Regions from separate parts of the Mus musculus genome. Here all the other regions are linked to region 1. A link is a contact called in public Micro-C and promoter capture Hi-C data. All regions are on one chromosome and are shown on one strand. The core of a region is the stretch at or near the end of the contact, and the rest is flanking DNA. Distances in the headings are between cores, read along the strand shown. Region 1 holds the start of Snx33 (sorting nexin 33). Region 2 holds the start of Isl2 (insulin related protein 2 (islet 2)). Region 3 holds the start of Pml (promyelocytic leukemia). Region 4 holds the start of Sema7a (sema domain, immunoglobulin domain (Ig), and GPI membrane anchor, (semaphorin) 7A).

Region 1 (7,989 bases), core at 3,115-5,614:
CCTTTCTGCCACAAATCATTGGATTCAGATGGTGTGTGGTCCATGATGTCCGTGGCAGGCAGTGCCCTGTAGACAGGAAAGACTGGGTTCGCCTGCAATTTCATGCTGGGCAGACCTGGTTTCCAGACACTCCCCAAAGAATAAATTTTCTCTTCCTGTTACCAGCCTGTGTTATCTCAGAACCAGGAGTGGAAGATAATTTGCTATGTCCCGAATGTGTTCACAGCAACAAGAAGATCAGGAGAAACTTTAAAATTAGGAGCTGTACAAAGAAAAATGACCTATTCTCAAATATGCTGCCTTAGACAATATCAAGGTTTTTACTCTGATATGAAAGGAATGGGAGAAGCAAAGAAAAACATTCTGTGTTTCCTATAATGGCTAAAAAATACTGGACATCAGTCTTTAGAAGCCCCTCCTCGGGCTGGAGAGATGGCTCAGTGGTTAAGAGCACTGACTGCTCTTCCAAAGGTCCTGAGTTCAAATCTCAGCAACCACATGGTGGCTCCCAATCATCCGTAATGAGATCTGACGCCCTCTTCTGGTGCATCTGAAGACAGCTACAGTGTACTTAGATATAATAATAATAATAATAATAATAATAATAATAATAATAATAATAATAATGTCTTTTAAAAAAAGAAGCCCCTCCTCCTGTCTCTTCAAGCAGAGTGGAGAATCTGCCGACAAATCAGCATCCATTTTTCTAATAGCATTCTGCCTCTCCTCATGGTCTTGGGTCAGATTTGCTCTATGCTTAGCTATCTGAGGAAAAAAAAGGTTTGTTGTCTCTTTCTAAGAATCAAGGGGTGTGGGTCATAGAATGCTGATTTGTGGGGTAATCAAAAGGGAACCTGGAGTAAATGATATGTAAATAAAAGACTGGGCTTTGGTCTCTGAGAGCAGAGCTATCTGGATGAGCTCTAGGAGAAATCTGTCTGGAGCCGAACCCCGGCTGTCAGTGTGTACTCTATGACTAACTTCATGCCGTTCTTTTAGATGCTCTGGAACGCCTCTTCCTCAGAATCCCTCTCCAAGACCAGGCTGATCCTTGGCAGAAGGAAGAGACTAGGCTAGCTGAATCTGTTGGCATCAGGACCTCCCAAACCTATGACATCATATAGGTGACAGTGGAACCTGCAGACCTGTTGCCTTGGCAACACATTCCCAGAATCCACTTGGATCACCTCCTACCTTTACCTGAGTTACATCATTTTCCATATAAATAAGGAGAATGCCTCTCTGTCTCTGTCTCTGTCTCTGTCTCTGTCTCTGTCTCTGTCTCTGTTCTTCCCCTCTTCTCTTTCTGCCACCACCTTGTCTCTCCCTCCCAATAAAACCTCTTCCACATGGAACTGCCTTGGCCTAGTGTGCTATTGAGATGTGACCCGCCATTCTAACACATCAAAATCTGTAAGCTTTGGCTCAGGTGAGAAACCCTAATTCAGTGTATTCCAGAGCAATCCAAGAAAGACATTCAATATCAGTTTCTGGACTCCACACACATGGATAGAAACACACATGACATACAAATGCAAGAACAGAAAGGATAAAGGAAAGTGAATGTAAGAAAGGGATCATTTGCAAAGACATGAGCAGGGTACAGGGAAATCATGAAAGTCAGTCTGGTTTCCTAGTAACTTTAGACCTGATGAGGACCCCTGGAATTTACTGAGTGGAAGGAGGTTCTGGAGATCTCTATAAGCTGAAATATTTGTTCTTCCTAAGAACTTGGAAATGAGGGTAACCCTAAGAATTAGGAAAACCTACCTAGAGCATATACATAAATCTAAGATGCTGCTGTTTAAATGTGTGTTGGAAGTAAAGACAATACAGGAAGCAAGCCTGTTATACAAATACTGAGAAGACTGAGGCCAGAAGGACTACAAAAAGGTATGCCTGAATGACAGAGCCAGTTCAAGGCTAGTCTGGGCAGCGATGTAGTGAGACCCTAATCCAAAAGATAACAAAAGTGCTGAGTTCAGCAATACAGTGTTTGGCCAACATGCCCAGTCCCTAGATTCAAATCCACTTCCTTCCCTGGTACCATACATACACAAAAGGCAACCAAGGTAGTGGGGCTGTGTCCATGCTTTTAAAAGCCTATCAGCTGTACTAAGTACACTAAGCTCATAGTGGGAGGGAGTGTCTACAGCTGTGCCAAGTACTCAGCAAGAACTAAGGGAATCGTGCTATTGTTAGCCTCAGCTAGGAGAAAGGTCCCTGAACAAGAAGAGACTCACACAGGTAGGAAAATGCCTCCAGCAAGGGTGAGAAGATGTTTGCAAGTTTGAGACCAGCATGGTTCATAGCCAGTTCTAGGTCAGCTAGGACTACATAGCAGGACCCTGCCCAAACAAAAGACAGTGGCTGGGAGAAACAATCTACCGAGTCTTTAGGGTCCTTATATAGCAAGGGACAAGGTTTCTTGGGGGGGGGGAGATGCATCAGCCTCATGGGCTAGCCTGGCCCATGTGCATCCCAAGGAGCAGACCCAACTCTTGATCTAGTAAAGCAAAAGTTTTGCTTCACAACTGTTTCTCAGATTCTAGGGTTTGAGCTTTTTGTTTTTTTAAGTCAGGGTCTCACTTGTAGCTTTAGCTGTCCTAAATTTACTACATAGACAAAGCTGAGCTAAAATTTGCCTTTGTTTCCAAGGGCTTGGGTTACAGGGATGTACCATAACACCCAACTTTGTGACAACCCCCTCCCCCACCTTACATAGGCTCGAGGATAGCCTCAGATGTGTGATCTCTGCCTTCCAAGTGCTAAGACTGTTTGGCATGCTCAAGATCTTTCAATTTTTAATTTGAGACAGTCTTGCTATGTATCTTTGGCTGGCCCAGAACTCAGAGAGATTCACCTGCCTCTGTCTCCCAAATTCTGGGACTAAATGTGTCCACCACCACTCGTTTGTCTGTTTGTTTAAGAAAGGGACTGGAGTCCAGCCTCCAATTCATGACAGTGCTGTTTCAGCTCCCGGTTTGTTTGGTTAACTTTTGGTAAGATCTTGCTAGATGTGGCACAGGCTGGCCTGGCACTCACTCAGTCTCCCGTGTGTGTCATCACGACCAGCTGTTATCCTTCATAGGGAGTCAAAGTTTATGAGTTTTGGAGTCAGAGGTCTAGGAGTCATGACCCTCAAAACAGCCAAATGTCCCAACCTTCAGCAGCACTACTTTATACCAGTTAATCAGCAATAAGTAAGAACAATAGTAACCTGGAGGTAGGAAGCCCTAGCAAGATTGGGTAAATAAGGCTCTAGGGCTCCAAGAGGAAGAGGAGGTGTGTGTGTGTGCGTGCGTGTGTGTGTGTGTGTGTGTGTGTGTGTGTGTGTGTGTGTGTGTGACAGAGAGAGAAAAACAAAGAGAGACAGACAGAGACAAGACAGAGAGGCAGGGGTTTTCTATGTATCCCTAGCTTTCTGGAACTCATTTTGTAGACCAGGCTGGCCTCAAACTCATGAGATCTGCCTGTCTCTGTTAGTGCTGGGACTGAAGGAATGGGTGACCACGGCTTGGAAGGTTCTTGATATGTGTTCCACTTAGGCTGGGATCAGTGCCTTCCCAAGCATTTTGCACGACACTGGCCACACTAGGCTGGAACATCTTGCTTCTCTGTGAAGATACTTATGACCTTCCAGACGATAATCTTAGTTTCGGTTAATTTGTTGTTTGGAATATAAACTTAATGATGGGACAGACAGTGTGAATTAAAAACCACAGCAGCAATCCAGCTGTTATATTCGCTCCAGAGTTCAGCACAACTCCTGTCTTTAGTACACCTAGTTTTGCCTAATGTGGAGGGTCGAATCCTGGAAGCCTAAAGGCTATTTACCAGACCACTCCTCTCTCCTTGCTATTTGCTGCTGGCCTGGAAGGAAGATCTGGCTCCCGCGAAAGGACAAAGCAACCCAGAACCCGCCTGTGCCTAAACTTGCAACTTGTCACTGAAGAAGTTACATGGTCTTTGGCACCCCACCCCCACACTCTGGGAGCTGCGGAAGGCAGGAGGGCTCCTCTCCCTATCTTGCTTACAGCATCGGTTATCACCTGCGGGATACCAGGGTCACAATTTGCTGCCTACACCATCTGAGAACAACCCGGGAGCTGTGTTAGCCCCTAGACAGATCGAAGTACGCGTGGCGGGAAAGGAGGTTGGGAAAAGGGAGTCCGCAGCTCTGCTCCCCTGCAGCCGAGGCGGTTCTCCTAGCCTTTATAGCTCCCTCCTTGCCACTGCGCTCCGCAAACTTTCGGAGTTTTCCTGCACTTGCGTCACGGAAAAGGCAGATGGATGACCAAGTCCAGGAGGCGAAGCTCGAAGGCGGCTGGCGAGCTCCCCCACGCGGCGATCCAATCCGAGCGAGAAGCGGCTCTGGGCGCCGGCAACTGGGCTGCTGAAAGCTCGCAGCTCCCCGACTCCCGGGTCCATTTCCTGGATCCCGGCCACCGGGACTGAACCGGAGAGAGGGAGGGCGCCCGCCAGAAGGAAAGTGAGCGGAAGGCCGGCGGTGGCACCCTGGCCGCGGGAGGGCGGAGCTGTGCGGTCCCTGACCGGCCAGGACGCACGGAAGTGCGGTAGAGTTTGTTGAATTCCGTAGCCTGCTTTCCCTCCCTCATACCTCCCTCCCTCTCTCTCCACCCCTCACCTCCCCTACTGCTTTAGCCTCCTTCCTCGGAACGCCATCTCCTGGACTCCTCCCCCCTTCTCTTTTCTTTCTTTCTTTTTCTTTTTTCTTTTTCTTTTTAGTTTTTTGAAGGGAGGGTGAATGTTTGTTTTGGACTTGGCTTCCTGCTGGCAGCGCTGAAGGGCTGCGAGTGAGGGGCAAAGAGGCAAGAAGCTGGGGCTCAGCTAGTCCCTCTCGGGTCGGATCCAGAGGGCATCGCGGAGAACGAACCTACGGACGGACTGACAAACACCCGACTACGCCATCTGTTCGACAGAGCTCTATCTACTGACTGCTGTTGAGTGTTCCGGGGCACATCAGGGGCGGGGGGTGGTGATGGTGGAGGTTTCTCCTAGCGTTACTTCTGGACAGGGGTTCTGAGACTCTGATCCGGGTCAGCTTCATACTCTGAAACTGCCGAGGAATTAGGCAAACAAAAGAGGCACTGAGTGAAAGAGGCCAGAAGTTCTTTGCGCTGCTTGTCGCGCCCCCCCTTGTTATCTGGGGGCGGGGGCTGGCCATTTGCAGGGCGGGAAGAGGGCACCAGAGCTAGCGAGACGGGGTCGCACCCCCTGGGTCGAGTAGTTTTCAGCCGGTTGTGCAAGCTTTGGCCCTTGTTTTCCTGGCCTGGCTCTTTTGGAGGCCGGACACATCCACCCTTGGAATTGGTTCAGGACTCTGCTGTTATTCTCTTTGCCCCTCTTGAATTTTCTGGATTCTTGAAGACGCGGTGGCCCGGGAGGAGAGAGGAAGGAGGAAGGAGCAGATCTCCAGAAGAATGTGAGAGCCTCCCAAAGCCGGAGCCAGTAAGAACGGAGAGCCAGAGGAGGCAGAACCTTGCCTGCGTTCCTGGGACCGTGGTCTGAGGGTAAATCTCTTCTGTTGTACAACACTGTTTTAGTGGAAAGTGTGTGTCTCGTTCTGGTTCTAGCAGAGCTGCTTTCTTCAAGTCATTTGACTTTTCTGCTTGGTGTGTGAGGAGGGAGAGACCCGCTCCTTTCCAGGGGCTGCCAAGGGAGAGGAGAAAGACTGTGGCCATGACCAACCCCTCCCTGCTTACAGGCAGATACCCCAAGGCAGTTTCTGGACCATGGACACTTCTTTGACCAAAAGGCAGCTAGACAGCATCTGTGCATGCTGAGGCCCTGCCCAAAGGACTTGGTAGGGCTTACTAGACTTTGAGCTGCAAGTACATTTTTTTTTTTTTTTTTGGACACCCTGTTGAACATCCTGAATCTGGGCAAGGCATTTTCCTTCCAGTCTTGACCTAACAGATAGCTGAGCCATGGCACTGAAAGGCCGAGCCCTCTATGATTTCCACAGTGAGAACAAGGAGGAAATCAGTATCCAGCAGGACGAAGAGCTGGTTATCTTCAGTGAGACCTCACTGGACGGCTGGCTGCAGGGACAGAACAGCCGTGGGGAGACAGGGCTCTTCCCTGCTTCTTACGTCGAGATTGTCCGTCCTGGCATCAGCACCAACCATGTGGACTATTCCAACAGCCCTGCAGGCTCCCTGGGCACCCAGGGGAGTTTGTATAGCAGCCCGAGTATGGCCAGTCCAGCCAGGAGTGGTGGGGGCAGCGGCTTCCTCTCAAACCCAGGAAGCTTCGAGGATGATGATGATGATGATTGGGATGACTGGGATGATGGGTGCACAGTGGTAGAAGAGCCACTAGCTGGCGGCCTAGGTACCAATGGGCACCCTCCACTCAACCTCTCCTACCCGGGTGCCTACCCCAACCAGCATATGGCTTTCCGACCCAAGGCACCCCTGGAAAGGCAGGACAGCCTGGCGTCTGCCAAGCGGGGCAGTGTGGTAGGACGGAACCTCAATCGTTTCTCGTGCTTCGTACGCTCTGGAGTGGAGGCCTTCATCCTTGGTGATGTGCCCATGATGGCCAAGATTGCTGAGACTTACTCCATTGAGATGGGCCCACGTGGCCCTCAGTGGAAGGCCAACCCCCACCCATTTGCCTGCTCCATAGAGGACCCCACCAAACAGACCAAGTTCAAAGGCATTAAAAGTTACATCTCTTACAAGCTTACACCCACCCACGCAGGCTCGCCTGTTTACCGGCGCTACAAACACTTTGATTGGCTGTACAACCGCCTTCTACACAAGTTCACAGTGATCTCAGTGCCCCACCTGCCTGAGAAGCAGGCCACAGGCCGCTTCGAAGAGGACTTCATCGAGAAGCGCAAGCGAAGGCTCATCCTCTGGATGGACCACATGACCAGCCACCCTGTGCTCTCCCAGTATGAGGGCTTCCAGCACTTCCTCAGCTGCCTGGATGACAAGCAGTGGAAGATGGGTAAGCGCCGGGCAGAGAAGGATGAGATGGTGGGCGCCAGTTTTCTGCTCACTTTCCAGATCCCCACAGAGCACCAGGATCTGCAGGATGTAGAGGACCGCGTGGATACATTCAAGGCTTTCAGTAAGAAGATGGATGACAGCGTCCTACAGCTTAGCAACGTGGCGGCGGAGCTGGTGCGGAAGCATGTGGGGGGCTTCCGCAAGGAATTCCAGAAGCTAGGAAGTGCCTTCCAGGCCATTAGCCATGCCTTCCAGATGGACCCTCCCTTTAGGTCTGATGCTCTCAACAATGCCATTTCTCACACTGGCCGGACCTATGAAACCGTTGGCGAAATGTTTGCGGAACAGCCCAAGCACGACCTCTTCCAAATGCTTGACACACTGTCTCTCTACCAGGGCCTACTCTCCAACTTCCCTGACATTATCCACCTGCAGAAAGGTAAGCCTGCATGAGTGTCCTGGTCCCTGGGAATATGGGAGAGCCTGGACTATGAACAGCTCATCACACTTTCCTGTCTCCATCTCCTTCGCTGCTCAACAAGTGTGTTAAGACAGTTCTCTGCAGAGTGCTGTTGTAGGCAGAGAGATAGCATGGACAGCTTTGGTCTTTGTTCTCACTGAGCTCTGTGTGTATGCCTCTTATCCATTCCAGATTTTGATTTGTTTTGTTTCTTTTCCGTGTCTCACTTACCCCATCATGCATGGAACCCCAAGGTATTACTGAGTTCTGGGAACGCAGACTCCCTCTGTCCTGTGTGCTAGCCACTATCACTATCTGTTAGCCACTATCTGCCCTCATTTTGGCAGACGAAGACGTCTATTCACAGGAGAGGGGTTGCACACAAGTCTGTGGCTCAGCCGGCACTATCCCTTCCTCCCTCCAACTCCCCAAGGACACAGTCATATTGGCAGCTTCCCAGGCCCGTCACGTTTTCAGTTCTCATGGTCCCCGGTATGGGGGAGGGACAGGATGAGCCCCTGCCTGTTGCTGCTAGAACTGTTAAGG
Region 2 (7,989 bases), core at 3,542-6,041, 1.4 Mb after region 1:
GGTCAGCGCAGGCGAGTTCGGAGCAGGCGTCCTCACCGGTAGGGCCCTGTAGGACCCCATCAGATGGGTTCCCGGGCGAGCAAGGCGCAGAGAGACAGTGACAGTTCCCCACGCAGCGAGGGAGAGGCGAGGGCGGAGCTAACCCAGAATGTCCCAAATTCTAGTTATGAGAAAGAAAAAAAAAAGTCCTTGGAGCCGGAGTCTCCAGTCTCAGCGGTGCAGGCTGCGCCCCAGCGCTGCTGGCCGTCCCGTCGCGGTCGCGTGCCTCTGCCCGCTCGCTTTAAATAACAACAATAATTACAAGGGCCGGAGATTTTTCAGAGCTGGAATGGCCTGAGCATGGGTGCGTCTCATGCAGGGAGCATGCGAGGTCCGCGGGCTGGCAGGGAGGGGTCCTCGCTCACGTCTCCACCGGACTAGGTACCATACTGTTGGGGGTGTCCGGGAGCTGCGAGGACAGAGAGGTCACGTCGCTACCGGAAGAGTTGCCTAGGGAGCCTGACTCGGAGAAGGAAACCTGGAAGGGCAGAGACATCAGGGAAAACAAGTGAACACAGGCTCAGGCTGCTGCTCCTGGATTACCTGCTCAAAGACCGGGAGTGTTCCCTCCAGACAAGCCATCAGCTGAGTAAACCCTGCCAGGTCCCCGCCCGCACAGGGGGATTGGGATCAGGTGAAAGACACATTAAAACCGGGTTAGTGTCAGCTGCGAGGTTGCGGGCCCAGCAGGCTTTCTCATTGCCAAATCTGTCCCCAAGACCCCTAGTCCTATGTGAACGAACGAAGTCCCCTCCACCCCACGTCCACCGTGCAGTTTGCACAGGGCCTCACCAGCTGTTGAAAGGCGGGTTGGTCCAGGTCGCTCTGGAGTGCAAACTCGCTGAGTGCTTTCCAGGGCGGCTGGTACGTCTGCACCTCGACTGCGCTGCCCTGCACCGCGTTCTCATGGCGGATGGGGCTGCCTGCCACCAGAGGCGTCCCAGTCAGTCCCTGGAGGCTCTGAGGGGCAAGCAGACAGATAGCACAAGGCATTAGAGTTAGGTCAGCTTTTGCACCACTTTTGAGCATAGAACCCCAGGTTCTGGAGAGCAAGTTGGGAATTAAATTGTTTTGAGGAGGAGACGCACTCCACTGCACACAACGAATCCCCCATTTCGCAACGGAGATAACCCAGGGCCCACAAACCTGCTACCCAGTTCCCTCCTAGGAGTCAAATACCAGGCCAGAGAAACGGAAGTCCTTTATGCCCTTCCCTAGCCAGGTATGCGAAACGAAACAAAACAAACAAACAAACAAAAACTCAGATCGAGCCCTATCTCTACCCCCCCCCAAAGTACAACCCCGTAGTCCCAACCATGCCACAGGGTCGTCTCTAAGCCGAGGGCCCCTCAACTCTGGGCTGTAACTGGCACAAGGTACCACCAACAACCACCGCAACTTGAACGCCAAGATCAGCCTTTCTCCTAAGGTTCCGGTGCCAAAGTACATAGGGAGTCCAGCTCCGCCTAGTTCCCCAGAAAGAGGCCTTAGAAAGCCGCCGGGGATACCACCCGCCTTCCCGCCCGTCACCAGCACCTCACCGCCTTGTCACTGTGTTGCTGCTGCTGTAGCTGCTTCATGAGAATGGACTTCTTCTTGTCCTTGCAACGCTTGTTCTGAAACCACACGCGGATGACCCGCGGGCTCAAGCCGGTCATCTCTACTAGCTGCTCTTTCATGAGCGCGTCTGGCCGCGGATTGGCGGCGTAGCACGTCCGCAGGGTATGCAGTTGCTTCTCGTTGAGCACAGTCCGTACCCGGGTTGTCTTCTCCGCCTGCTTGTGCACGTGCGTGCGCAGTGAGGGCTGTCGTCCGGACCCAGCGTCTGCAGGGGCCGAGAGACAGAAGGTCGGATGGGCCGCCAGCCATTCTCCCCAAGATTTCGTTTCCCTGACATTCGGTTCGTTTGGCTATTGTTCATCTCCCTCTCCATCCACTCGCCTTACCCAGAGGGAAAATGCTTTTTGTTCTGTCCCTATCTCCCTAGCCCGATTGCCTTGCGGTGATGGAGTTCGGCTCCAGGCCGCTGCCGCTGCCGTACTAGTACACCCTAGGAAAACCCAACTGCGAACAGCCGAACAAGCAAAGCCCTCTGGAAGAAGGTGGAATTTTAGAGGAAGAGGTGGAAATCGAAGTGCGACTCCAGCAAGGGAGGGGGAAAGGAAAAGGACAAGGACTCAGGTCATAGCACAACTCCTAGACTAGGAGACTCTCTTTCTGCTCCTAAGGGATCGCCTAGGCTAGTCTCGCCCTTAGGAACACTCTCGGACTAGGACGATTCAGACTTTGGGCAGCTGAGGCCTTCTGGGCACAGAATGGCTCCTTCCTGGCTACCTGCCTTGGGGCTTCGGTCTGAGATTCTCTGGGTTCTGGGTCCCCTCAGCCCAGTGTCTGCTGCTTTTCACACCCACCTCGAACAGCCTCAAGCCTACATTTCAAAACAAAGAGGAGTCCCTGGGCGAACTCAGCTTGGGTTCATTCAACACCAACTCCATTCTGTTTTACTTTCAACCCGGTCTACACACCCTGGATTTTAGCTGCATTGTTTACATTAAAGTCCCCTCTAGGCATTACTAGTTCTGGGTAAACATTTACAAATAGCCCACCAAGACCAATCCCCTCCTTCTACAGTGTGGAAATGGAGTTACAGAGAGGAAGAAATCCCTGGTGCCACACAGAGGGCCTGGTCTACCTCGATCTGAGTAGCAGATCCCCTGGCTTCCTGGAACTGGGGTCTCCTGTCGCACCCTCTCCACCTGCTTCTTGTCAACACTTATTTCCCAGTCTGAGCAACTCCTGGCCAGAGCACCTATCATCCTAGGAGGGTTTTAACCAATAAACTCCCTGAACCTTTCTTTATGCTAGCCGGACATCAAAACAAGAACACAGGCCCCTCTTCTGCGCCGCTGGCCTTCTTCCCTTGGCTCCGGGTGGGATGGATACCTTTTCTCCCTGTTCATCAAAGGAATTCTAAACACAACCCAGACAGGCAGCACCTAGGATTCCGGGTCCTCCACTCTCCCGATCCTACATGGTCCGGGCCACGGAGAACACAACTCCCGAGGCTCTCACGCTCACATACATACAATTCCCCCCGACCCCCGCACTCGCAGACACATAGCAGGGTTCCCAGCGCACGCAGCCTTTCACACCGGCTTCCCGTCGGAAGCTCAGCTGTCGGCTACACAGTCGTACATCCTACTGACGCGGCGCAGCGCTGCGGGCCGGGAGAGAGGCTTACCTGGCAGATGCAGGCCGCGGGCGCCGGGGAGCGGGCCGGGGCTGCGCGGGCTGCCAGCCGCAGCGCGCTCCAGCAGGAGGCCGTGGTCAGCTCGGCAGAGCAGCTCATGCTCCCGCAGCGAGAACTCGTCTCCAGGGAGCAGCTGGCGGCTGCACACGGAGCAGCGGAAGCACTCGATGTGGTACACGCTGTCCCGCGCCCGCATCACCAGGTCACTGCTGCTGAAGCCCACCTGGCACTGGGCACACTTGATGCCGAACAGCCTGCGGGCCCGGGTGCGGCGGGCGTCAGCGCAGGGACCCGAGCCCAGGACGCGCAGCCGTGTCCCCCCCAGCCCAAGGGGGCCGAACCCCGGGTCCCGCCGGCTCACCTGACGTAGTCCCGCTTGCAGTAGGTTTTCCCGTCTCTCACGAAGCACGTGCACGTCTCGTCCAGGTACTGGCTGCACTCCGCGCACTTGAGGCAGGCGGCGTGCCACTCGAGGTCGGGCGACACGCGAAGGATAAACTGGTCGTGGATCTGACTCCCGCAGCCCACGCACATGGCCGTCCCGGGCTTCTCTAGCAGGGAAGGGCGCAGGGCCCGCGTCAGGCCCGGTACAGGACCCGGCCGGCCTTGGCCGCTGCAGCAGCCCCAACCCAACCCGCCCTCCCTTGCTTGATCTCCCGCTCTAAAAGTGAGACCACTTTCGAATGATCCAGAAAGTAGGAAACGAAAACAACACAATCTCCTGATATTTCCATTATCACCGTCTTTGAACGCGGACGTAGTATCGGTTCAGCTAGAGACAGAGCTAACGGGAGGCAGACGACAGCACGGTGACACTGGGGAGCTACGGACGCCTCCGTGTCCACACTGTCAGCCAAGCCCGGATTTCCGCCCGCTCCCGCTCACAGCGACTCCCTATTTCAACGCAGACACCGCAGCATTCAGCCCTGTCCCCTCTTAGCTTCTTCGACAGTTCTTAGTTTAAACACCTCAGATCAAGCTACTGAAACCTCTCTACCTTCCTAAGGCAGAGAAGAAACCCATTTCTCTAAATCAAACCTAATTGTCCTAGCAGAAAAGAAAAAGAATTTCACAGCCTGAGGTCATTCCAGCCAACTTGGGAAATAATGTCTAATTGCAAAATAAAATAGTAGGATTCCAACGAATAAACAGTGTTATGGGCGAAATGCACTGCTTGTTTGTTTGTTTTTTTTTATTCTCCCAAGTATTTTGTCAAATAAAAGCCACTTGTAGAATCCGCTAAACATTCTTCTGCATTGGAAATGTTGCATATCAAGCACACATACACACCCACACACAGAGAAAGACTTACTCTTGGAATGATCCCCCATAGCACCCAGAAAAGGATAATGAAAAATAATATCCACCATGCAGAGAGAGATGTGAGCAAAGCTTGCGGCCGGGGACAGAAGGACCAGGGTCGAGCGCCCAGCCTCTGCTCTTTGCTAACTAACTCCTGCCCCGCGGAGTTGAAGGAGCGATTCCGCACCGGCCCGCACGCAGCATGACGTCAGCACGCACTCGCCCGGGGCCCGAGCTGGAGGCGGGACCTGTAGCGTCACCCAGCTCTCCCACCGCCCTGGGGCTTGCTCGGGAGATGATGGGGACCCGGAGGGTGGGCTGGGGTAGACACGGAGGCGCAGGGAGATTGGCTGGGAGGAAGTGGGAAAGCTCTGATTGGTTCGGAGTGAACAATGGAGCGCAGCCCCCTCCCCCGAAACCTTCCTAGATCCTCTCTGCAGCCCCGGGTCCCGCAATCCCTTGGAAGCCGCATCTCCACCCCGCGGGCTCTGCCGCAGCGCCGCGCTTTCTTCGGACTTGTAGGGCGTTTGCCTAGCAAGGCAATAGTCTTCTGGGAATAGATGAGAGTCGTCTCCCCCTTAAAAGTGTTTTTCTTTTATAATTTTTAAATTAAAAATTCCTCCTGGGGACGACAGACCTTGAGGGAGAAAAGAGGATTCGCTGTTTCGGGACCATCACTGGTCCAGCCGGCCACCTTTCTCCCTGGTGGGCCTGAGCCTTTGTTCGGCGGGGTCCAAGTTAGGGAGAACGGGTAGGAAATGAGCACCTGGGTTTGGATAAACTCTATGCGGACTTTCCCACCCGCGCCGCCTGTAGAAAACTCGATGTTGCAGGTGGGTAAGCCAAAAGGAATCCAGAGACTTAGAGCCACAGTCCTCCCACCCACCCTGGCCTAGGCACTTTTCCTCCCTCCTACTTTTTGCTCTTTTGGTTAAATTGATGCTGACTCCCACCCTCTCCTTTCTCCTCTCAGCTGCATAGAGCCTAAAAACAGTGCTGTGATGTGTCACTCATACAGTAAAAGATTTTTACGAACTCTCTGATTTTGGGTTACACAAACCAATTACAACACAACTAATCAGAAACAAATGTGGGACACGGGGTAATTTACCGTCTTCCCGGTGGCTTTTTAATCCTAGAAAAATCTGCGATTTCTAAGACTCGGGATTTTTTTAAACAAAAATCGTTGTGAATTTTGTTTCAAAGGGTTGAAAGACAAATCGATGAGGTACAAACAGTGTTTATCCAACGGTGGTCTGTTGGTCCCTCACTCCCATTCTGAAAGGACACCAAAAACTTGATACCTCTCTAAGTGGGGCGCGGGTGGGCTTCTGGGATAAAGTATCTCGACCAAAAGCTATGTCCGGACTTGGATCCCGCAGGCCTCGCTGCCCGAGATCTATCTAATTCAGGCGCGGCGGTCCAACTGCTAAGAGCCGAAGCTGCTGGGCTGGGAAATGGTTGCAGTCAAGAGCGTCGGCACAGGTTCTGCAGAAAGTCGGGGTTAGAAAGGCTGCTCGGAGATGCCCCAGCGCTGGAAACAGTCTGGCACCTCGCTCCACAGCCGGATTCCTGTAGCTTTTGACCCCGCCTCCACCTTTAGAGCGCTAGTGTTCTCTGGACCCAGAGTTTTGCCACAGCCTACAACCCGCTTGACAACAGGCCGACCCTTCCCCATCTTTCCTACTAGCGCCCCAGCCGCTCTGGCTCTGGGGCTGGTTAAGTTTGCATGACTGTATCTCTGCTGGTAAACCACAAACCATGAAGTAAAGGGTCCTGCATCAGCGCTGGTCTCTGTGACTTTGGGTGTTTCATTTCTTCTTCCTCCCTCACTTTTCCTCATCTGTGAAATGGGTTGTACTTAGAACAGCTGTCTTTGCTTTGTTAAAAAAAATTAAACTAATCGCAGGGAAAGCCTTAGAATCCTACCTCATCGTGCTCAGTGTCTGGTATCTACAGTAACCATAGTGGTTCTCTCTGTTGGGACCCTATACACTTGGGAGTGTGCCTTTTCTGGAAAGGTATCTGTGTGGGGCCTTGCTGGAAGTGAGGACTAAGCACATCTCTTGCCTGTTGGGCAATGATTTATTTATTTGTGAATGTGCTTGCTTTGCCTGCCCTAGGTGTGGACTTGGATTTATTGTTGAAGCCAGTGAGTGGGCTCTGCACTGTGCCTGCTCCAGGTACTGGGGGATACTTGTCACCTCACCCTCCACCCCAAGGCTATCTTGGGCTAGACCTGGCTCCCATTACCTCTAGATCCTGCAAACCTCCTAGGTAATGGCAGTCTATCTCCGCAGGAGTCCTAGGCTCAACCTTTAACCCTCTCCTACCTAGAGAAAGCCCCTCCTAACCAGAAACTGAGTTCTTGAGAATTTGCTAAGGATAGGGGAGGGGCACTCACCTCCATTTCTCTGCCGCTGTAAAACCATTTTCCAGGTCCCTGAGCATGGGTCTCCGGGGTCCCAGTCACCCCAGGAGTCCAGTGCTGGCATGAGAGGGGCATAAGTGATACACGTGGTCCAGCCTTGCTTCTCCTCCTAAAATGTCCCCTTTGAGAGGAAGCAGGGCTCTCTGCTCTCCACACTCTTGGCAGTGGCCCCTCCTTTCTTGCCCTTGCTGGGAGCGGTGGCCATGGCTTGAGAGCCCTAGCTTCAGCTGTGACATGGAAAGACTTAAGGACTGCAGCAAACGCTCCCTGAGCTCTTCCCTCTGGAAAGCCCTGGAGAAAGCCAGGTGGGTGGGTCATTACTCTGTAACGACAACAGCCCCCCTCCTGAGGACAAGCCTTGCCTGAGGGAAAGAGCAGCAATCTTGGCCTGTGGCCAGGGCTTGGGAGTCGCCTACAAAGGCCAGGCAATGGAAAAAAAAAAAAAAAAAACTGGCTTTTATTTGTTTTTCTGGAGTTTTGTTTGTTTGTTTTGTTGTTGTGAGTCTTTTGGTTTGGTTTGGTTGGTTGTTTTGTTTTGTTGTTGTAGGTTTTTGTTTTGTTTTGGGTTTTGTTTTTTGTTTTTTGTTTTTTTTTTGGCTAGTTTCTCTGTTTTTGCTTTGTCAATCTTTCCATCCTTTCTACCTTCCCTGTCTTTTTCCTCCTAAAACCAGGAAGCAGGACACACTTTTGGGGACTTGCTCCTGGGCCCTTGTATGACAGAGAGCTCGTCATGCTCCCCCTGACTGACAGGGCAGAAGTTGCACACGCTTGCACACATCCCAGCCCAGGGACCCAGATGCGTGTGCCAGCCTGCGCATGCACGTTCATGCAGCCGCACAGACAGCTTCCTCTCTATATCACCGCCTCTGTTCTTACCCCTTCCTGTCCAGAGACTCACAGATGTAAAAAGGAATGCTGGGCCGTGGCAACACCATCACCATGGCTGGTATAGGAGATTCTCTCAGGG
Region 3 (7,989 bases), core at 2,146-4,645, 1.3 Mb before region 1:
GCTTCCGGCTTTACTCCGTCACTAACAACAGTGGCTGAGTAGGATCAGGAATCAGGCCGGGTCCACCATGCCTGCCGCTCCACAGCACCCCCTGCGCTGGGAGGACCGAACGGCGGGAGCACAGTTTGGGGATGTGGCCTTGGTTCTAAGGTTGAGGCTTCCTGACCACCTCCTACCTGGCCTTAGGAAAGGAGGCAAGGAAGTTTGGCTTTAAAGGAGCATTGCAGGAGCGTTTTCTCCAGAAGCAGAGAAATGTTTTTGGCCTCAAACCATTCCTCCAAACTCAACACACTTATGAGTTATGGGTGTGCTTATCCAGATGTAGGATTTCTTCTGGTGTGGTCAGCAAACTGGTATTTTTTGTTTGTTTGTTTCCCCACAGCCAAGAAAACAGAGCCTGCCATACAGAGTCCTGTTCTTATTTGCTTAATGATGGCAGATCCAAGTCACTGTGGACAAGTTGAAGTCAGAAGGCCCCAACTTTGGTATAAAAGAAAAATTTCACATGCAGACACCCCAGGAATCCTGGCAGTGGATGGTGGTGGTGGTGGCTGCAGCAGCAGCAGCAAAGCATTACATGAGACTCCTTGATCCAGGCACTTGAGGTAACTTTGTCTTTCCGTGGCTTCAGAAAGCCCAAATGAAGGTAGAAAATATACCCCAGTAGGATGCTGGGAGGCTGGCAGGAGGCCATTTTACAAAGCAAGAAAAGACGAATCTTTCCCAGTCTTGCCTCCCTGGATCCTTGCCATAGCTCATTTCTAAGTTCCCCTGCCTATGACTGCTAGCCTGGCTAATTTTATGTCAACTTGACACAAGCTAGAATAATCTGAAAAGAGGGATCTCCAATTGAGAAAATGGTTGTGCTGTAGGCAAGCCTGAAGAGCATTTTCCTAATTTATGATTGACGTTGCAGGGCCCATTCCATTGTGGGTGGGGCCAACCCTGGGCTGCTGGTCCTGGGTTCATTAAGAAAGCAGGCTGAACAAGCCAGTAAGCAGCATCCTCCATGGCCTTTGCAGCAGCTCCTGCATCCAGGTTCCTGCCCTATTTGAGTCCTGGCTTCCCTCATTGATGGACCACCATATGGAAATGTAAGCAAAATAAAGCCTTTCCTACCCAACTTGCTCTTTACTCACGGTGTTTTGTCACAGCAATAAAAACCCTAAGATGAGTTGGTACCGGGAGTGAGGTTTTAATTAATTTCAAATGTAGTCAAGTTGACAACCCAGAATTGCCATACAAGTCCACCCCTTGCCAACTTGACACACAATCATATCTTCTTATCAATTTCCAAGTGAAAACATTAAGCAAATCATAATAATACCTAAACATGATATAACTATCTGACATACAATTACAAACACATTATATTTAACCATGTTATAATTACACCTAACCAGATAAAACTATCCCTCATACAACTGCAAATGCATTGCAAATTTAGAGTAGATGCCAGGCGTGACGGTGCACGCCTTTAATCCCAGCACTCGGAGGCAGAGGCAGGCAGATTTCTGAGTTTAAGACCAGGCTGGTCTACAAAGTGAGTTCCAGGACAGCCAGGGCTGTACAGGGAAACCCTGTCTTGAAAAACCAAAAAAAAAACAAAAAACAAAAAACAAACAAACCAAACCAAACAAACAAACAAAAACAAACGAACAAACAAAAAATTTAGAGTAGATGACAATGTCCCTTGAGGGACATTCTTTTTTTTTTTTTTTTGAATTAATTAATTTATTTCATGTATGTGAGTACACTGTCGATGTCTTCAGACACACCAGAAGAGGGCATCAGATCCCATTACAGATGGTTGTAGCCACCATGTGGTTGCTGGGAATTGAGCTCAGGACCTCTGGAAGAGCAGTCAGTGCTCTTAACCCCTGAGCCATCTCACCAGCCCCCTAGAAACATTCTATTAGTATCTCAGACTTCAATATGATAACCATTGACATTCTATTAATAGATGTTACATCACATAATTTAAAAAATTGAGGAAAGAAAACACAAATATTTGTACACAATATAACTGATCTTGGCCTAATTTTTTAAAATATTTACTCAAAATATTTATATGAGTACACTGTAGCTGTTTTCAGACACACCAGAAGAGGGAATCAGATTCTATTACAGATGCTTGTGAGCCACCATGTGGCTGCTGGGAATTGAACTCAGGACCTCAGGAAGAACAGTCAGTGCTCTTAACCGCTGAGCCATCTCTCCAGCCCTTGATGGGCTAATTTTAAAGGCCAAGGGATACTGGTCAGCTTAGATGTATGGCCTCCACAGTCTCCAGGATGTTGGGTCTCCCTTTAGAACCCATCTCACCACAACTCTAAGTTTACAAAAGCAGGAACCTGTTACCATCCCTTTTAATCAGTTTCACATAGGAACAGAGAATAGGCACATAGGGGCCAGAAAAGTGGGTGGGAACAGACTGAAGTTAGAAGCCAAAGGCACTGGCCAATGAGAGTGTCAGCAGGTGTGTGTTTTCCTCACCCACTAGTTTCTGGATTGCTTTTTCTTGGTCAAAAAGCTAACTTTGTATCTCTTGTTTTCTTCACCACTGCTGGCCAGCTCTCCCCTTGCCTCCCTGTTGTCTACCTCTGTACGATGCACAGTCATCAGACCCATTCAACGCTGTTCTGTCACCACGGTCCTTCCACTGACTCAGAACTAACTCTGTGTCCCACAGTTACTTCTCATAGGCCACCTGCCTCAAGGTCATTCAAGAGACGCAGCTGACACGCTGTAAGAAACCCTTCACCAACTCTCAGATCATATGTAGAATCGGTCCATTTCTCACCGTATGATTCATCTCATCTTCTCTGGTATCACTTCGCAGGAGCCCCATCTTAAATCTGAAAATGGCCCTGACTACTTCCCAAACTGGCTCTCCTGTTTCAGACCTCCACTCCTTTCCAAGTGTTTGTCTCTCTTTAAAATGTCTGAGCAGCTCTGAATTCCTGGTCATTTTCTATCTCATGCTCCATTCTCAGCTGAGGGATGCCTTTCCAGGCAAACCCATCCCAGTACTGAGTCGAAGTCTCCACTAGGGTGCACTTGGGAGGCTCTCTCAAAGAGGAGTTTATTTCTCTACCTGGCTTTTAACTAGAAAGACATATAGCTGTGGAATGAGTCCAATAGCTCACAGACAGGGAAAAGCCTGTCAGCTCTGTTTCTCTCCTGGTGTGCATGCTGCGTACGTGGCCGGATCTTTCCTTGTTCTGCTAATGAGCCATGCCCGCATGCCGGGCTTGTTTACTTGCTTGTTTGGTTAACCTTTCTGACTCTACCAGAGTTACTTCCATAGCTCCCTAGTCTTTCTCTTAACTTTGGAAGGGAGATTATAGAACCAGCCTCTCCGCCCCTAGACCCGCCCAGCCCTGTCTCACTTCCTCTCGGGAGGCGGGCTCTCCTCGGGCAATCTCTCGCTCAGTTTTCTGGCTCAGATCTGAGACCCATTTCCCGCCTTCACAGACCTAATCAAGAAATGGAAACTGAACCAGTTTCCGTGCAGAAGGTACCTGCACCCCCTGGATCTCCCTGTCGACAACAGGACTCTGCCCTGACCCCCACGCCCACCATGCCTCCCCCAGAGGAACCCTCCGAAGACTATGAACACAGCCAAAGCCCTGCAGAGGTACTACTGGGTTAGAAGGTGTAGGGCTATTAGGTTTTTTTATTCGTTTACTTTGGTCGAGGAGTTGAGGATGAAGAAGGTCGTTATAGAGAAGTAAGTTAATGGGTTAGTGTCCTAAAGAGACACCAAGGTCCTGACCCTCCTGGCTGGGCAGAGGTAGAACTGATAGCCTAGAGTAAAATAGGAACAGGGGCCCGGCGGTGTGGGGCACACCTCTAATCCCAACACTTGGGAGGCAGAGGCAGGTGGATTTCTGAGTTCAAGGCCAGCCTGGTCTCTACAGAGTGAGTTCCAGGACAGCCAGGGCTACACAGAGAAACCCTGTCTAAAAAAAAAAAAAAAAAAACCGGGATGAGTTGGATTGTAACTGGGGATAGTTGGATTGTAACTCCTACTCCCTGAAGCCTTGCCTGAAGCGCCTACCTCAGATGAAAGACTATAGTCCTGTGGAAGGCCTGGCCAGGAGTCTTATTTGCTCTGGCCTGGAGCTAAAGGCATGTCCCAGACTTGGCAAAACTATAGTCGCCCTCCCTGACCCCCACACCAACACTTCCCGTTTTTCAGCTGTGGTTGCACATCCCAGGAGCAATAGTGCTTGGGATGGTAGGGCTGGAGGGAGGATGACAAGTTCCAGGCCAGCCTAGGCCACAAAGAGAGTTCAAGACCGCTGAGGGCATCACAGCAAGACCTGTTTCAAAACAAAACAAACAAACAGACAGAACCTGGCTCAGACCAAAGTGCCTGCTAAGACCAACAGGATTCACACAGCTGCTTTCTCTTTTGATTTTCATCAATTTATTTTATGTGTATGAGGTTTAGGGATTTATTTTATTTTATCTTTTGGAACACAGGGTCTCACTCTGTAGCCTTGGCCGGGCTGGAGCTTGCTTTGTAAGCCAGGCTGGTCTCAAATTCATAGAAACCACCTGCCTGCCTTCTGAGCTCTGGGATTAATGTATGCGCCACCAAGCTCATTTTCCTAAGGAAGCCTAGTTCATGGCCTTCCTGGGAGTATTGCCTCAACCTTCCATACTCACCCTGGAAGGAACTACCTCCATCCCATTATTCTTCACTCATTTTTCCCTTCACAAAAAACACAAATAAGGTCACATTGCCCTAACTTTTTATTATTAGCATTATATAGCTAAGGATTAAAAATACTAGTTGACATTTATGGGTACTTCTCTCTCTCTCTCAATCTCTCTCTCTTTTTTTTTTTTTTTTTGGTTTTTCGAGACAGGGTTTCTCTGTATAGCCCTGGCTGTCCTGGAACTCACTTTGTGAACCAGGCTGGCCTCGAAATCGCCTGCCTCTGCCTCCTGAGTGCTGGGATTAGACTTATGGGTATTTCTCATGTGCCAGGCACCATGGTATTGAGCTCTTTGAACAGTAGCTCCACCTTCTATACCTATGAACTAACTATTATTATTTTATATGACATGACTGGAATTACACAATATTTCTAATTTTATGGCAGGCATATTATTTCACCATGTCTTCAAGGTTCATCCAGGTTGTTGAATGTATCAGGATTTCATTCCTCTTTCAGGGTGAATACTATTTTGTTACATTTGCAGACACATTTTGTTCATGCGTTCATGTGCTAAGGACACTTGGGTCACTGTGACTTTTGTGGGGGTGTTGCTAGGCACATTAGTATATAATTATATGCTTGGATATTTTTTCCAGTTCTTTTGAGTATATATATGGAAAGTGGAAGCTTGGTCATACGGTAGTTTAAGTCTAACTTTTTGAGGGTCATCCTGCCAATTGTGTTAAGCACTTTATATGAAGTTGATACTTTTCCAAACTTGAGTCCCTTAAATGCAAAGATGTATCTATCCTATCTTGTATCTCAGGACCTACTAGTGAGTCTAATGATAAGCAGATGGGTGCCCGGTAAATTGTGCAGTGAGAGCTGCAAGGCTCGAAGTAAATGAGGAACTGGGGTGCCGATAAGCCAGGACATGATCCAATGACTCCCAGGAATGGAATGTGAGGTCCTACCCTCTCCAATCTCCAGCTGAAGGGATGGGCGGCCAGTGGAGGGGACAAGACGTCTGGGCTTTCTGTAGGCCTCACTTCTCTCCTTGGTTCACTAGCAAGCCATACAGGAGGAATTTCAGTTTCTGCGCTGCCCGAGCTGCCAGGCCCAAGCCAAGTGCCCCAAACTGCTGCCTTGCCTGCACACGCTGTGCTCCGGATGCCTGGAGGCGCCTGGCCTGCAGTGCCCCATCTGCAAGGCTCCTGGGCAGGCCGATGCTAATGGGGAGGCCCTGGATAACGTGTTCTTCGAGAGCCTGCAGCGGCGCCTGGCGGTGTTCCGGCAGATCGTGGATGCTCAGGCTGCGTGCACCCGCTGCAAAGGCTTGGCCGACTTCTGGTGTTTCGAGTGTGAACAGCTCATTTGCAGCAAGTGCTTCGAAGCACACCAGTGGTACCTCAAGCATGAGGCCCGGCCCCTGGCTGATCTCCGCGACAATTCAGTGAGCAGCTTCCTCGACAGTACGCGCAAGTCCAATATCTTCTGCTCCAATACCAACCACCGCAACCCTGCGCTGACTGAGTAAGTGGAGCATCCTGGAGTCAGGGGGTGAAAGCTTCAGGGAATTGTCACTCAAAATGGGCTCCGCTGGTTTATAGTCGTTTCTAATGACCCTTTGAAATATTATATATAGCTTCAGAGTCATCTTTGCACCCATACCTAGTTTGTCTTTAGGATGAAAAAATTTCAGAGTGCCATTGCAAGTGATATGTGAAAACAGTAGGTTTTAGTATGTGTCACCACCGAACTTTAGATGTCTTAATAGTGGACATTTCCTTCGGAGGCCCCAGGGAATCTCAGTAAGGCTGGATGTTATTATTGGGGCAGGAAAATAGTGTTTGAAAAGTTGAAACTATGGCATCAGGGAGTGCTATCTGAAAATGACTATATGCAAAGAACAAAGAAAGTCACTTATAATTATTTTTGTTAAGCAACATATTTTCTATTTATGTAGGGAATATATTTATATGGCTCACAAACAAAATTTATACTAAAGAAAAGAGAGTGCCATCTCCATTCCATTCCTACCTGCTTAGTTTTCAACACTTTACCTCCATTCTCAGGGCAGCTGCCATGGCTAATTTGGAATGCTTCTTTTAAGTTTCTTTGTGAATAAAATGCAGGTCGGGTAACCTTATCAGGACTTGTATCCACCCTTTTAGCCAATATGGTAGTGTATGATAAAGGAACTTTTGACCACTCAGAAGCAGATTGCTTGAATAGGAACTAGTAGTTTTTGAGGAATCAATGGGAACCAAACCGCTTCCTCTTTTGGGGCACTCCTTGACCGACCGAGCTTCCTGCCAGCTTCATCAGAGGAGTCCTGCCCCCACCCCATTCCTCTGCAGCAGGTACAGCTGCTGAATTTGCATTTCATGGCACACTGTTAAGATCAAATGGCTTCTCTCTCTTTATTAGCCCTGGAGTTCTCAATCCTTTGTGAATTGTCTGTTTGGTGCCTTCTTTTCTTTTCCTTTGAGGAGTTCTTCCAGGTCCCTCTGTAAGAATCTATTGTGGTAATATTTCACTTAGTATGTGGTATCATATTTAAAATAACTCTTTAGTTTTAGGGGATCAAATGTGTCAGTTTTCTGTCTTACAGTGTATGACTTTGAATCAGTCCAAGAAAGAGCTCACACCTATGTATAAAATAATCTCTTATATGATCTTTGGTCTTTTAATATGATGAATTAAAATCAGTGTCTTTTCTTTGAACTAGATTTTGGTTCCTAGGAGGAAAAACTCAACTTGAATTATGAAAATTAATTAATTAATTATTAATTTTGTTCCTAGCTGGGTTATGTTTTGAAATATTTTAATTAGGCTACTCTCTGAAACAATAAGTACAATCAATTTCTAATGTAGTTTGTATGGGCTTTGCATTAGGTTTTCCTGTCTGCTTTATACTCTATATCTCTTTAATTTGAAATCTTCCATTTTTTTGAGCATGATAATGCAGTTCTCCATCTTAATAGAGGAGATGATTGACACCACCTCCCTCCCAACATCACCACAGAGAAGTGATCGGCTTTCCACAAATGCTAAGCCACTTCAAGATTACTCATAAGTCAGGATGCCTTCAATACTAGCATTGGGGTAGCAGAGGCAGGCAGATTTTTGTGAGTTTGAGGACACTCTAGTCTACACAGCAAGTTCTGGACCAGCCAGTACTATATAGTGAGACCCTGCCTTTAAACAAATTACTTATAATGCTAAAAAAATTAATGGGGGGGATGGGGGGCAGGGAAAAAAGAAAAAAAATTTGTAAATAGCTTTTGTTTGTTTGTTTTGTTTTTGTTTTTTT
Region 4 (7,989 bases), core at 2,084-4,583, 1.0 Mb before region 1:
CTTCAATGTTCAGCACAGGGCCAACACAGAACTTGGCAGGGAGCGTCTGGGGAAGTCACCAAGCATCTCTTGCAGCTTAGGAAACCCCCTTTCCTCTTGGGGATCGCCCCCCCTCAGTCCTGCAGGGGGTTCACCTTGAAGGTGATGAATTCATCTAAGTCCCCCAAGGGGGCAGGGATTTCCACTGGAAATGCTGATGCTTTGAGAGCCCCAGCTGTGACCTCATCCCCTGGAGGAGGTGACAACAACCCCCTACCCTGGGGAGTGGCACCTTAATGGCTACCCAGCAGCTCCTAAGTCAACAATAACATCCTGTTGTTTAATTGGGCCAGAGGGGGAAGAACCAGCAGGGCAGGGAGAGACTGTGGTCAGGCTGGATAACTCTGACTTGGGGGTCAGGACCGACCTCCATGGGCTTCTCCTTCTCCAGCTCTTGGGGAGCAGTACATAGCATAACAAGTGTACCAACTTCTTGCCACACTACGCCCTCTCCTGCCATCCGATGTCTCCCGCCCTTGCTTGAAGGGTCAGAGTCATACGTTTACACTGATGACTGACTCACACGTTAGAGATGCCCTGTAGGGACTACCTCCAGAGCTTTCCTGCTCTGGCAACCTTTGGGAGTCAAAGACAGGTGCACAGCTCAGGATAGCCAGCAGTCTGTGATGGAACACCTTCTCCCTGGTCCAAGCTGTTCTGCACCAGGCTCTCATCTGATTGCAAACAACTGAAGTCTGGGACCTTCTCAGAGACCCTCCTTTAATCTTTTCCTAAGGCTTGAAGTGAGGGTGGGAACCAAGCAAAGAAAATAAAGACATTTCTATACCTGTCCCAGTCCCTATTCTGTCTCAACTCAAAACTAAACTTCAAATCTATGTCTTGTACAGAAATGTATGTGGGGTTACCACTATCCACACATAGTCTAGTCAACCCTGAAGGTTGCTATATCCCATCCACTGGTAGACAGGGCCCTAGGCTTACTGCAACGCTTGGAAGGCTCTCTCTCTCTCTCTCTCTCTCTCTCTCTCTCTCTCTCTCTCTCTCTCTGTGTGTGTGCCTGGGTTGGCCCTATCCAAGCTCCCTACTATCCGATTGCCATGTGTTACCCCATAGGAGACAGGAGGCAGCTGTCAGCCGGGCACACCATCACCAGCTGGTGGCCCTAGGGGCTTGGGGACAGGTGAATGGCAGGGCCTGTCTGGCCAGTGGGGCACCTGGCACTTGTGAAGGAGACTGCAGACTGTCCTTGGACAAGATTGGTGAGTGTCTGGTGGATCCCAGCCAGAGGGGGTCAATAGTGCATTACCAGTGTGGTCACTCAGTGAAGTGCAAGCTAGGGAAGCAGCACATAGAGATGGGCTGGGAGCCTGAAAGTGGGTAAGAGGGCTGAGAGCAGCTTTAAATAGTCTGAGGGTAAGGGAAGACTAAGTGCCAGGGATGGAGAGACATGCATTAAGTGCTAACAAGTGGGTGTGCATTAAGTATGTGGCGGGAGGTCAAGGAAGGATTGGGGGGACAAGCACAATCAAATGAAAGGGGTTTGATACAGAGGGAGATTCCAGAACACTCAGACATAACCGTTTGTCTCCTCTGGCATACTCATATGCATGTGTCTAAGACACAAGGGGACGGAGGAAGTTAACATGCTGGCAGGGACAGAGAAAGAGGCTGAAGTGGTGCGACTGTGGAGGGTGCAAGTATCCACCATGAACTGGATGTTCAGAGGTCCAGATAAACTGCTCCTCTTCCACCAGTTACACCTCTGGCTGGATGGCGGAGTTGGAGACGAGAGTACCACGTTTATGGTTTGGAGAACCATCTAAATCCTTCTCCTCTCCCTAACCTGGCCCAGGACAGATCCAGAGTCAGATCAGAGACCCCTCCGGCACAGTGAGTGCCCACACTGCCCAGTGACCTTGGGCAAGTCACATTCTCTCAGCTGCTGCGGCAGTTCGGGCCACTCATTTTATGTGGGTTTCCCCCCCTCTGCTAAGAATACCTGCCCCAGATAATGCTCAGACTTCCGCAATCCCTGCAAACTGCCAAGGCATCAAAGGGACAGTAGGGACAGACAGGACAAGTACCCCCAGCCCCCGGTGTGAGTCCCCCATCACCACTAGGGGAGGGGCTGCAGAGATGCCAAATTTGGGTACAGAGCTGAGTTTGTCTGGGGGCGGGGAGGCATTTGTGTGCAATGCAGGGAGGGAGCTCAGTCCCTAGTGGCAGAAAGCCTCCAACCCCAACCTAGCCAGCTTTCTGTCCCACCGTCCGTGGTTCTGAACTGCGATGCCCGAAGGAAAGACTCCAGTCCCTCAGGTTCTCATATTCACTACAGTCCTAAGGATGCACACTCCTCCCCAGATACGCCGCTTGGGGGTCCCAATGGCCTCGCCCCACCCAATGGGCACTGTCCCCCCTCCCCGTGCTAGTGCCGATTTCTGGTGACAACTGCCACGTGCGGGCAAGGGGGGAGCGGCTGGTCCTAGCATTACGGAGACAGCGCCCAGGTGCTCGGAGCCCCTGCACCGCACCTTGTCCCGGTTCGCCGCAGGGTGCCCACCCCCTTGCCTGGCCCGCGCTCCGGGCCGGGGCGGGGGCGGGGGCAGGCGGCGGGGTCTTTGTTCCCGCAGCCCGAGCGCAGCGGCGGCGGCAATGGGTCCGCGCCCCCTTCACCAGCCGAGCCCGAGCCCCGCGTGCCAGCAGAGCTCGCAGCTTGCAAGGAGGAGGTCGGGGTGATGAAGCTGGCCAGGGGAAAGAAGGGTTCTGTATAGTAGACCCCGTGGCGGAAAGCCAAAGAGCCTCGGTGAGACAGGGGCCCGCAGCCTCCCCCCGCGCTCGGGCGCTGCGGCTCCGGCTCAGAGCTGCCGTTGGACTTGGAGCGCCACTTAGCTGGGCCCGGGCCCCAGCCACTCGCTCGCACGCTGCAGCGCTCCAGCCCGCTCCGGCGTGACAGTACGCACACTCACAAACACTCACCCGGACCCACACGCTCCCTTCGGGGCCAGCCTGAGACCCGCAGAGCTGCGCACACGCACTCTCTCCGGGTGCCGCACACTCTGCACCCGCCCCGCAAGGCGTCCGATCCCGCGCCCCGCCGGCCGCGCGGCGCCGCCTACCTTTCCAGACGGCGGAGATGCGGGGTCCGCTCCTCGAGTGGCCTTGGGCGGAGGCGGCGGCCACCCAGAACACCAGCAGAAGCCGCAGCCGCAGCGGGAGCCCGAACCGAGCCGGCAGGCTGAGGACGCGGGCGCGCGGTGCGCTGGGGGCGGCACGTCCGGGAGGAGGAGGCGTCATCCCGCAGCCCCGGAGCGACAGCGGCAAGCAGCCGAGACTGAGACAGCGCCCGGCCGCAGGCAGAACCTAGCGCCAGGAGGCGGAGTCAAGCGCCTGACCCCACCCCGCCCCTCCCCCCCGCCCCTCGCAGCCTTTTCTAGCTTTGCCGGTGGCCCCTTGCTTGTGCGGTGACCGCTGCCAGGAAAACCTTCGCTACCCGCACGCGGGCAACTCCACCGGGAGAACCCAGCTGCAAAGAAGACAGACTTGTGATCTGTCATGAGGGGCAGATCCCATCCCTCCTCTGGGCTTCAGTTCCACTTCCCTCGCCCCAGTGGAAAGAAAGGCCTAGGAAATCCGTAAGGATCTCTCAGCGCATGGATGAGTCTAACACCGGACAACCCCCCTTGCTGTCAGCTAAGTGGTTTGTAGTCAGAGAACCATTCTCATAGAATGGGCTTGCGGGAGTGGGACGCAGCTCTCTGCTGATCCTATCAGCCGGAGCAGGATGCTTTCCTCTGTGGAGGAGAGAGGGGAGGTCTAAGATGTGTGGGGTGCCCACAACGCCCCACGATTGCTCTGCCTGAGAGAACACTGGGAATTTTTCATCTTGGCCTGGCTCCCTCCTCTCCCTCTCCTTTCTCCTCCCTTCCCCAGCCAGCAGCCTTCTGGGCTGCCTCCCCCCAGCCAGCTGGTGTATGCTCAGAAAATCCAAACTCATTTCCATGTGCACTGAGGGGGATATAATTAGGAAGGCCCCTTCCCCAAGAAAAAAGTGAGGGGCACAAGACTCATAATCAGAGAGGGAAGGTCAGACCAATCGAAGGGAATCTTTCTCTGCCTAAGGCTCAGCTACATACCAAGGGCAACCTGGTGACGCGGTGGTAGTTCCATCAGAGGGTCCAGGCCCCTCTGCAGTCACCTGAACAACCCAGGAAACTCTGTCATTGGCTTATGTTTTCAGAGCCACTTTGTCTGCTCTTCGTAAAAGGGTCTCCCATGTTCCTTGGGCCAGAGATGGACAGATTCCCTACCTCTGCTTGTACCCAAAGAAGCTATGACTGGGAAATCCATCCAGGTCAGCTTGTCCCAATCTATTGCTTACTGTATATGTAGTCTAAGATGTACTGCACCAAGAAGAGACAGGGCAAGGAAGAGGGAACAGAAGTAAACAAAGACTTGACCTTCAAAACCCACAGACCCAGACATACTGAGCATGCTGTAGACACAGGCAGACCCTGGGCAGGATGCCCTGACCTCAGAGCCAGCCTCTTCACTGCTCCACGGGCAGGGAGGTTTTGATACAGCGAATCTTAGCTCTGCCAATTGTACAGTCTGCTTCTAGTTGTTTTCTCCATTCCTAAAAGCCCCAAAGTACCCTAGCCACTAAGGTGAATTCCTCCAGATCTCTCTGTGGGGAGGGGTCTAGAGACACTACAGGGCTGTGCACGGAGTCACTAGCTTCATGATGCCTAAGATCACAACCCCAGAAAGAAAAGCCTATTGACAGCCCAAGAACTCCTTCCCAGGCCTGCACTGAATCCTGTGGCCCTAAAGTTGGCAAACTGACCAGGCCAAAGTAGCTTCTAAGAATGATACTTGCTTTCTAGCCCAGTGACTCATATTCTGGGCAGTTATGCCCTCCAGTATCTTCATTTCTATAAATGATTGGGGCAAGTTAAGAAACCACCCATCCCTGCCTTTAAGAACCAAGCATTCAAGTGCATCTGAAATGAAAACATTACCCATGTGCACAGTAACTCATAAAATGCAACCCACTTCCGCCTACATCATTCCTCTCAGACCTACATTTTTTTCCTCTGATAAGGAAACATAGCTCCAACTTAGGGACAACTCTGAGGCATCCAGGACAACAGGGGTCCGTCTGAGATCAATTGGAAATGAATGAATGGAGACAGAAAGCCAACTTTTCTGACTTTAATAACAATTGCCAATAGTGTGGTTACTATTACATGCTATAAACATTCCACTGCCTCATTTTTAATGCCGACTTCATGATCCTAGGAGTTAGGTGCTATAGTTCCTCTCTCTATAAGCAGGGGAATTAAGGCATAGAAAGGTGATACAATCTACCTAAACTCACTCGGGTGGACAGAGACAGTGGCAGAGCTGGGACTTTAACTTAGGTGGTCTCTCTAGGGCCAACACCTTTGCTTCCATCAGTGTAATGTGCCTTTGCGTGCTGCCGCTGGTACTTGACTGCAGTCTGGGTCCAAACAATCCTCAGAAGGACCCAGACAGGGCTAGGTTACCACGTGCTGAGCAGAAGGGCAGGCCAGGGGCCAGACTCAGCCTCCTAAGCAATAGGGAACAGATGGAAACTAGGGGTAGAAGCCAAGGCGTTTGTTTTTTTTTTTTTTTTTTCCCAAGGCTGCATGCTAGAGTGAGAAGTGCTGAAGGCCGTCTTTTCTCCAAGACAGACCCTGGGACAACGGGCCAGGCCAGATGGCAGCCTGCTCCTTGATTCTATAGAAGGAAAAGCCACAGAAGGGAACAGGTACCAGCAATAGTTTGGGGGTTCCTGACTCAGGTAACACAGGGAAATCGAAACAGTATAGGTAGTGACAGGCCTGCCTGCCTGCCTTGTTAGAATCCAAAGCTGGCCCTTGAGCCTGAACCAAGGCATACCCTGCCACTCATGACCAGTGATGGGAAATGGCCTCACCAGAAGCAGCATCAGATGCAAGTGATGACAAGTCTGCAGGGGAGACACAGCTCTGCTTCTCCTCACATGGCCCCAGAATTGGAGGAGTGGGAGACAAGACTACTAGAAAGGATGCAGACCTGCACCCTGTGGGGCAGAGAAGGTGCAGCCAAATCCAACGGGTACCCTTGAGAAATCAAAGGATCTGGACACATACAGATTGGAGCTTCGTGACCCAGAACCAGCGGAGGTCCTAAGGTCCATCACAATATTCCAACAGAGCCTCTTACCCTCTGGGACCAAACTCAGTCCGTTTCTCCTTTCCCAAGCTTTCCTCAGTCTTGATTCCACAGCCTGACCTTGCAGGCATGACCTACCCCAACAAGAGGCCCAAGGTGAGGAGATACAACATACACACAGGTTGACCATCATACTAATTTTCATAGATATAATAATCTAAGAATCTAACTTCTCAGGGTTATTAATAGCTCTAGTCGTTTGTGTCGCCTCCTCATGTAGGATTCCATCCCTGCCATTAAGTCTCCACCCAGGCCTGCCTCTAACAACAGGAACGATTTACTCATCTTCATGTCCCCTAATTGTCAGAGGCACACAGACCAAGCAGGTCATGGGTGGAATGCTGTTTACAGGACAGCTGCTACTCAGCTCAGGACCATGGAGGCCACAGAAAAGGCAGCAGATAGACCGTCTGGCTTTTCAAGTGAAGTTGAAAGTTAAGTCTTTGCTCAAACTCTCCGGTTTAAAGAGATCATCATCAAATAAAAGCATCACCAAATGATCCAAAAAAGTTAACACGGATGCATGATGCCAGGTGTTAGGAGCTAGAGAGATAGCTTAATGGTTAAGAGCACTGGTTGCTCTTCCAGAGGACCCACATTCTATTCCCAGTACTCACATGCTAGCATTCAACTGGCTATAACTCCAGTTCCAGGGGCTGATGGCAGTGTATACATATGGTGCAGAGACATGTGAACAGGTAAAACACCCATATACACAGAATAATAAATAAATACATACATAAATAAATACATAAATAAATAAATAAATAAAGTTTTAAGAAACAAAACAGTTTTTAGGCCACATCTGGACCACTCTGCACACCATGCCTGTCCGTCTCACAAGCATGGCACAGTAGCTTTAGTTACCATTGTTGCTGGCCACATGCCTAGGTGTGCCTGGGTAGGAGTGAGTGCAGAGCTCTTTAGGCTCTACAGATCCCAGTACCACATCTCACCACACCACACATCTCCAAACCCTCACCAGCTTGTTCTCAAGCTCCTGCTTTCTCTCCCTAAGCCGGATCAGAGTCTACCAGCTACCAACTCTGATTGAAAGACTTGAAAAACACACATTACTTAGCCCCTCTGGTCTGCACTGCCCAGTGCCAGCCTATACCTGTATCTGTCGCAAACATACATTTTCATTTGATCTCTACCCTAAATTGTTAAAAACTCAATGAGATCAAAATGTGAAAATCCAGAGAGGAATATTTAGTGAGGACAGGCAGAGAAGAGCTAGACTTTTTCACCTTCCGTTAAGGCGGTCAGCTCAAGTATGACTGGGTGAGACAGTTTAGCACTCTTAGATGGCACTGGGCTTGTGGTAGGAGCGCCACCTGGTGTCTGCAAGTCTTAGGGACAGGACAGAAACTCCCAAACCTTTGCAGAGAAATCTCCTCCCTCCAGCCCATTCCCAGGCCACAGACCCATCTCTGAGCTTCCATTCTTGCTCTCCAGGGCCTGGATCAGATACAATCACATGAAATCACATGTGACCCATCAGTTGTAACAAAATCTCCTGACTAGATGGATCTGGAAAGTTCCTATCTCAGCTTGGCAGCTAAGTTATTTGGCAGTGCCCTGTCCCAGGCCAACTCTGATTCTTTTTTTCTTTCCTTTCCTTCTTCCTTCCTTTCTTTCCTCCTCCTCCTCCCTCCTTCTCCCTTCTGCTCCTCTTCCTCTCCCTCCTCCTTTTCCTTATCCTTCTTCTCCTTCTTCCTTCTTTTCCTTATCCTTCTCTTCCTCTTCCAC

Evidence for each region. Promoter capture Hi-C pulls out the DNA fragments that hold promoters and counts their contacts. Hi-C and Micro-C count contacts between places; a contact is called where the count stands out from the background. Capture Hi-C pulls out chosen DNA fragments and counts their contacts.
Region 2: a contact with region 1 is called in a Micro-C map of embryonic stem cells, with 4 times the contacts expected there. The contact joins the promoter of Isl2 here to the promoter of Snx33 in region 1. A contact is called at or near these places in 1 of 39 promoter capture datasets (embryonic stem cells), 1 of 484 Hi-C or Micro-C datasets (embryonic stem cells) and 1 of 115 datasets of contacts at active chromatin or transcription factors (pancreatic cancer cells).
Region 3: a promoter capture Hi-C map of adipose tissue shows a contact between it and region 1, with 2.2 times the contacts expected there. The contact joins the promoter of Pml here to the promoter of Snx33 in region 1. A contact is called at or near these places in 5 of 39 promoter capture datasets (the C10 cell line, erythroid cells, liver and 1 more), 1 of 484 Hi-C or Micro-C datasets (B cells), 1 of 115 datasets of contacts at active chromatin or transcription factors (large pre-B cells) and 2 of 9 other capture datasets (adipose tissue and liver).
Region 4: a promoter capture Hi-C map of liver shows a contact between it and region 1, with 2.0 times the contacts expected there. The contact joins the promoter of Sema7a here to the promoter of Snx33 in region 1. A contact is called at or near these places in 2 of 39 promoter capture datasets (liver and pre-B cells) and 2 of 115 datasets of contacts at active chromatin or transcription factors (bone marrow-derived macrophages and pancreatic cancer cells).

Annotation. Positions count from the first base shown.
Region 1 is chr9:56,924,746-56,932,734 of GRCm38.p6, reverse strand. It overlaps Snx33 (sorting nexin 33), which reads left to right and starts at 4,364. Exons shown (of 2, transcript NM_175483.5): 1 at 4,364-7,422. The coding sequence starts at 5,952. It also overlaps the pseudogene Gm19936.
Region 2 is chr9:55,537,951-55,545,939 of GRCm38.p6, reverse strand. Isl2 (insulin related protein 2 (islet 2)) reads right to left here and starts at 4,791. Exons shown (of 6, transcript NM_027397.3): 1 at 4,602-4,791; 2 at 3,651-3,840; 3 at 3,281-3,543; 4 at 1,581-1,864; 5 at 832-999; 6 at 1-517. The coding sequence starts at 4,659. The coding sequence ends at 401.
Region 3 is chr9:58,245,192-58,253,180 of GRCm38.p6, reverse strand. It overlaps Pml (promyelocytic leukemia), which reads left to right and starts at 3,395. Exons shown (of 9, transcript NM_178087.4): 1 at 3,395-3,640; 2 at 5,743-6,206. The coding sequence starts at 3,491. It overlaps Stoml1 (stomatin-like 1), which reads right to left and starts at 17. Exons shown (of 7, transcript NM_026942.3): 1 at 1-17.
Region 4 is chr9:57,935,456-57,943,444 of GRCm38.p6, reverse strand. It overlaps Sema7a (sema domain, immunoglobulin domain (Ig), and GPI membrane anchor, (semaphorin) 7A), which reads right to left and starts at 3,333. Exons shown (of 14, transcript NM_011352.3): 1 at 3,117-3,333. The coding sequence starts at 3,294.